2 separate regions of the Rattus norvegicus genome follow, and region 1 is linked to region 2. The links are chromatin contacts, called in public Hi-C maps. All regions are on one chromosome and are shown on one strand. Each heading gives the region's core, a stretch centred on a gene start, on an enhancer-like site or on the middle of the called end of the contact. The rest is flanking DNA. Distances are from core to core; before and after follow the strand shown.

Evidence for each region. Hi-C and Micro-C count contacts between places; a contact is called where the count stands out from the background.
Region 1: a Hi-C map of psoas muscle shows a contact between it and region 2, with 1.8 times the contacts expected there. The contact joins the enhancer-like site here to the promoter of Camk2d in region 2. A contact is called at or near these places in 2 of 12 Hi-C or Micro-C datasets (mammary epithelial cells and psoas muscle).

Annotation. Positions count from the first base shown.
Region 1 is chr2:217,837,140-217,840,080 of GRCr8, forward strand. The region is part of intron 4 of Camk2d (calcium/calmodulin-dependent protein kinase II delta); the gene reads left to right. Among named protein-coding and RNA genes, the nearest start is that of Camk2d, 140 kb to the left of the region's middle. Within about 2 kb of position 1,367, at least 20 of the 93 cell types and tissues checked have an H3K27ac peak or open chromatin away from gene starts, as enhancers often do.
Region 2 is chr2:217,697,066-217,700,076 of GRCr8, forward strand. Camk2d (calcium/calmodulin-dependent protein kinase II delta) reads left to right here and starts at 1,486. Exons shown (of 21, transcript NM_012519.2): 1 at 1,486-1,772. The coding sequence starts at 1,708.

The DNA.
Region 1 (2,941 bases), core at 117-2,616, 140 kb after region 2:
GTTCTCAGCTTTCCTAACGCTGTGACCCTTTAATACAGTCCCTCATATTGTGGTAACCGACAACCATAAAATTATTTTCACTGCTACTTCATTACTGCAATTTTGCTACTGTTCTGAATCATGATATAAATATCTGTGTTTTCCAATGGTCTCTGGGGGGTCATGACACATGGGTTGAGAACCACCGGTTTAAAGTCTAATCTCTCTCTCCTTTCCATACAGGCTGAAAAGCAGAAGCTGCTTAGCTAAGCTTTATGAGTCACATTCCTGCCTCTTCTTCTTGCTTTTTGTGCATTACAGTTCCTCAGGCATACATGTGTGCATGTGTGTACACAAGCACTTATACACACACAAGGACACATACACAAGCACGTGCATGGTTGAATAAATTCTCCCTATTATTTTGAACAAACATATTTCAGATCTGTTGAAATGAATCTCTCCTCCTCACCTTTCCCTGTTTCTTCACTGAAGGAGCTGTTCCTTTCTTTGCCTGGCTGTGTTTCTGGCAGTTACTATTTTCTCTCTCCCTGAAGAGTTTTCTGACCATCCTCAAACCTTGCTGCAAACTCCCATCATATTTTTGTCTATCTAACTTAATTTCTACTTCACCTTGAAGGATATCCTGACAGGGTATGGAACTCTGTCCTTTTATTTATTGATACTTCAGTTTCTTCATCATGTTCTCCACTCACTGGCTTTGCTTAGAAGTTAGAATAGTTCTTACTTAATCTTTATGCCTCTCAGCCAAGGTGCCCACAGGGCTGGGGTGGAGGTAAGGCTTCCTTCGGGCATTTTTTTTTATTTTCGTGAGCCGCCACATTTGACGGATTGTTTTGGGACCCCCTCAGTCTTTGCTGCTTCAGATTGCCCGTCCTTACCTCCTGTGCTCCCGAGGCCACCTGCCACCTCCCATCTGGACATTCTGCATTTCATGGCTAGTGAAAAATTTGTTGGATATTGTGTTCTGACTTTCTTTGTCATTTTTCTCTCTTCTGTCTTTGTGAACTGCAGCTGTCATATCCACAAACTCCACGATTCTCAGCAGTGCCCAGTCTCCCATGGAGCCAATATAGGGCTCCCTTCATGGGGAGTTCTCAAGGCCTGTGATAGCTGGCATTCCCTCGCGGCCTTCTTGGAATTTCAAGCTCCCTGTTTACAACACTCATTTTTCTTGCGTGGTGTCAGTTTTTCCACTACAGTTCTTTTCTCCCTGTCTGTCTTCCTTCCCTCCTTCCTGTCTTCTTTCTTCCTTCCTTCTTTTAATTCCTGGCCTGACAGTCCCAACATTCCTGACATGCCTGTGGTTCAGGGCTTTGCTTGTGTTTCCTCATAGTCATTTTGAAAGGAAGATGTGTGCCGTGCCGGGTTAAAGGAACAGTCGCAAATAGGTCTGTAGTGATGTCAGAGAAGGCTGTGAGAGGCAGCTTCTGTGGCCTGCGATGAGATCCCATTGCCCTGTGTGGCTTTCGTCTCTGTGGTCTTCTCCCTGCTGAGAATGGAGCAGGGTAGTTTGGAATCTTCACCCCTCCCAACTACTTAGGCTTCGGGAAAAACCTCAGCAGTTCGGGTTACTTTGTCCTGTGGGTAGAGCATTCTAAGCTCAGAAGGCCTTGCCATGTTTAACCATGCTCTTTCCTCTCCTGCTCAGAGAGGCAGGGCGTGGTTTCTCCTCCAGTGTCCACTGTTACCACCTGACAGAGCTCTTGGACCTTGCTATGGTTTGTGAGCCCAGTGGATTCATGTGTTGAAATTTCACCGACATTTTGAAGTGCGAAGAAGGCAGAAACTTAATCTAGCCACAGAGTTGAGGGCTTTGGGTGTCACTTCGCATCAGATGGGTTTGTCAGGGTGGAGCCCAGTGATTTAATGTTTATAAGAACAGACATCTGTGCTCTCTGAACCAGAGGGCCATCAGCAGGTCGGAGCCTTTGAACCTACAGAATTATAAGCTAAATAGACATCTTTCTAAAGTTACTCAGATTCCATTATTTTGTTTATAATAATAAATAAATGGATCGGGGATAAGGTTAAACTCATCAAGGTATAAGAAACTCTAAAGATGATGTTCCCATGAAGATTTTATTTTTTATTGGATTTTTTAATTTACATTTCAAATGTTGTCCCCTTTCAGTTTCCCATCTATAAACCCCCTATGCCATCCCTCTTCCCCCTTCTTCTATGAGGGTGTTCGCCCTCTCCAATCACCCACCCCTTCCCGCCTCCCCACCCTGACATTCCCCTATACCTGGAGGTCCAGCCTTGGCAGGACCAAGGGCTTCTCCTCCCATTGGTCCCATGAAGATTTTAATCTATTAAGATTGTCTCCCACTGTCTTTACTAATGATTTTATGCACTTTATGATTTCCTAACACACACTGGGTCCAAGGAGGTATTGGCCATCAACTTCCGCTCTGGCAAGCTATGATGTACTATAGCCATTTGCCCTGCTTTCCATACAGAAGACATGGGTTTACATTGTAACCTCACATTCATTTCTCAGTCTGTGCAGCTCTTTGCCTGTTATTGCAAAGTGTTGGTTTCTAAGATCTTTAAATGCTGGCCCAGATAGTAGAGGATTTCACAGTTTTGTTCTACTTGGCTAAATCTATTTCATAACTTCTTCAAAATTTATAAATTGTTCTGATTCAAAAATCAAAGTGAGACATCATTACTTATTAGCCAGAGATAAGAAATCAAGACCAAGACTTTGAAGTTTTACAACATACCTTAGGATATAGAAGCCTGGCCTATATTTTTCTCATATTCTGAAAGTAACCAACACTGATCCTTGGCAAATTGCTGAAACTAATCATATTTTAAAACATACCAACACTGGAATTTGATGTCCAGATTCATTAAAGAGGTTTACTCGTTTTGTTCAGATTTTAAAAGCACCCTGTTCTCGAAAAAAAATAATTAAATATGAAATCATGAAATT
Region 2 (3,011 bases), core at 236-2,735:
GTGATCTATCATCTTCCCGCTGTGGAATTTTAAGTCCATGACGTGATCCTTCTAAGGATGAGCAAATAAGCAATAGAAGTGAAGGATTTTATGGTTTCCTGCTATAGAACAAAAAGCAACAATCTGAAGAAAAAAATTAAAAAAAAACTTCATGATGTTTCTATTTTCCATAGTCCTCTAAATCTGCAATTGCCTCGTTTATTAAAGACTGGGAACTGGAAAGAAGGCCCCGAAGTGATCTTAGCAGCCAGTTACAACTTACCTACCTTACATGCTAATTTTTTTCTCCATGCTCACTTTTAAGCAACTGTGTCACATATGTTTAATTGTAGGCCACGCTCTTGAACTCTTAAATGGTTTTTCAGATAGCCCTTGAGGGAGTACATTCCTGTGCCCCTACCTGACCAGCTCTTTGAGACTGCAAGCAAAGAACTTGTGACCTCCCTCTCCCTTTCCTTCTCCCTCTGCAAAGAGAAACAGGCTAGACACGCTCACGTGACGCTAATGACGTCAGCCCCATTCTGGGTCGCGTGACCCGCAGCCAACCTTCCTAACGCCCCACCCCCTTGCCACCAACAGTGGGACATCTCGCGAGAGCCCTTCTTACTATCAGAACTTGCTGAGGTTACAGGGGAGTTACTCTGGAGAGGAAGGAAGGTGTGGCAGCGTGGTGCACTTCTTGCTTTCATTATGTTAGGCTTTATGGCCAAGCAAATGCTTTTGGGGATCGCCCTAGTTGGGAAAACAACGGGAGAGGAGGGCGAAGAGGTGAAAGTAAAAACTGAATCGAAACGTGGTGCCCTGACCATCCTTGCTCCTAGCTAAGGGACGGCCAGGCGAAGCAGAGGTGGCCAGGGCTGGCAGCCCCCGGTAGTCACTGTGAGCCGGGAGACGTAGGGCTGGGGTCTGGGAGCAGTAAACACGAACCGCGCCCAGATGCAAGGGTTGCATCCCGCTCTCGGTTTCCCCGGCATCACGGCCATCACTGCCGGGGTAGAGACATCCCGGGTGTGGGAGCTGCGAGTTGTCCCTCATCTTTCCGTCCCTTCGTGGGTCACTGCGACATCTCTGTCCCGTCCCCTTAAGCGCGCTCCCCGGGGCTCTGCACATCTCCTCCCTCCGGTCTCCTTAGACGGCTGCGGGAGAGCAGCCCGGAGGGACGCGGCTGGAGTCGCTAGAGGGAGGTGTGGGGCTGGCGAGGAGGGGGCTTCGCTGGGCGGGGAGAGGCGGGAGGAGGCGCCGGGGAGGAGCCGCGGCTGCCAGATTCGCCTGAGCCGAGTGAGCGCACTCTGTCGCCCGCAGGTTCCCAGCCTTGCGGCCCCGTGGGGAGAGAGCGCAGGCCACCAGCGCCGCCTCCGCCCGCAGGAGCGACCCCTTGGGTGTTCACTCTTGGCCACTGCCGCCCGCCACCCCGGGCGCTACGTTGAGCTCTCCGTGCGGCCTCGGTGACCGCGGCAGCCCCTCCTGACACCTCCCCCCCGCCCCTTCGGGAGCGCTCGCCCGGCGGGAGGAGGAGGAAGAAGGATCGCGGCTCGGGCTGGTCTGGCCACCTCGCCCCGCGCGCCCCGCCCCTGCGCGCACTCCCTCGCCGGCGAGCTACTTTCGGACAAGGAAAGTGAGGGCGGCCCCGGGTGACAGCGCGGCGGTGCCAGTCCCGGGAAGCCGCGTCTGTTCGCGTGTCGCCCGTCGCACTGTCCAGACCCCGCCATGGCTTCGACCACCACCTGCACCCGGTTCACCGACGAGTATCAGCTCTTCGAGGAGCTCGGAAAGTAAGCGTCCCTGCCTGGCACCTCCTCCCCGCGACCCCTCGTCTCCCCCGTGGGGACAGGGAGCCCGCGGGCCGAGGCGGGGTGACGGACCATGGCTTGGTGCGGGTGGGGCACAGTGGGGAGAAACCTTTGCCCTAGTGTGGCGGGTGCCCCGAATCCCCAGCTCATCTCCTCGGGTCCTCCACCTCTCCACTGGAGACTTAGTGAATTTACGATCTCTGCAGTTGTAGCTGTCATCCTGAGAAGTGTGCGCGCACGCGAGTGTGAATGTGTGTGTGTGTTCGGGGAGGAAAGGAGATTGCATGTAAAATGCAACATTTATCACCTTTTCTGTAGATGTCTTTTGCTCAGCCCGCGGTGTATCTGCGGTCTGATACAGGTTAGGATGAGCTAATGAGCATTAGTTCTCAGAGATGGTGCCTTGTTTATCGATGCCGAAAGTTCAACTTGGTTTGGTGGAGAGTCTGGTTCGGCATCCAAAGTAGTTGTTCCGTCCAGGAAAAGGCCACCCAACAGAACCCACGTCCCTGCCCTGTATCCGCTATCCTTCTTTGCACTAAGGTGACTCGCTCACCATCATTCTAGGATTTACGTGTACCTCGGTTCTGAGAGGATTTATTTATCTAGGCAGAGAGAAAAGCCCTGGAGCCCGAGAGAGCGCTTCCCCAGGGTAGCCTAGCCTTTGAAAAAGGACCTCCTCCACCGAAGTGCCAGAAGTACTTTGAGATGTTAAAGAGGGACTGGGTACCTACTGAAGATCGTACAGGGACAACCAGAGACCCAGTCGGGAGTGTTGGTAACAAGCATCAAATCCCAAACCAGTCCTTCTATCGCTAATTTCCACTATCAGGGAAAGGATGCATTTGTGTGTGTGTGTGTGTGTGTGTGTGTGTGTGTGTGTGTGTGTGTGTGTTGTAGGTTTTTAGTACAGTTGCATACAAGGAAGTGTGAGCATTTTTTAAATCAAACGAAAATGATATCTTTATAGATGATCAGCTGTTGAAACATGCAGACATGTCGGGAGAGCAGCTTAATTCAAATCTCTCCCCTCCCCCAGCCCAAACCAGGCAGAGAGAAATCACCTTAGCCCAGGACCTGTTAAAGCACACCAGTGAGCTCGAGATTTATGTTTTAATGAAAACAATCGCCATATTTACTTCACTTGGAACCACGTTAATTGTGTTTTCTACCGAAATAAACATGCAGCAGTTTTTTTTTTCTTCTGTTCCCGGTCTCTGC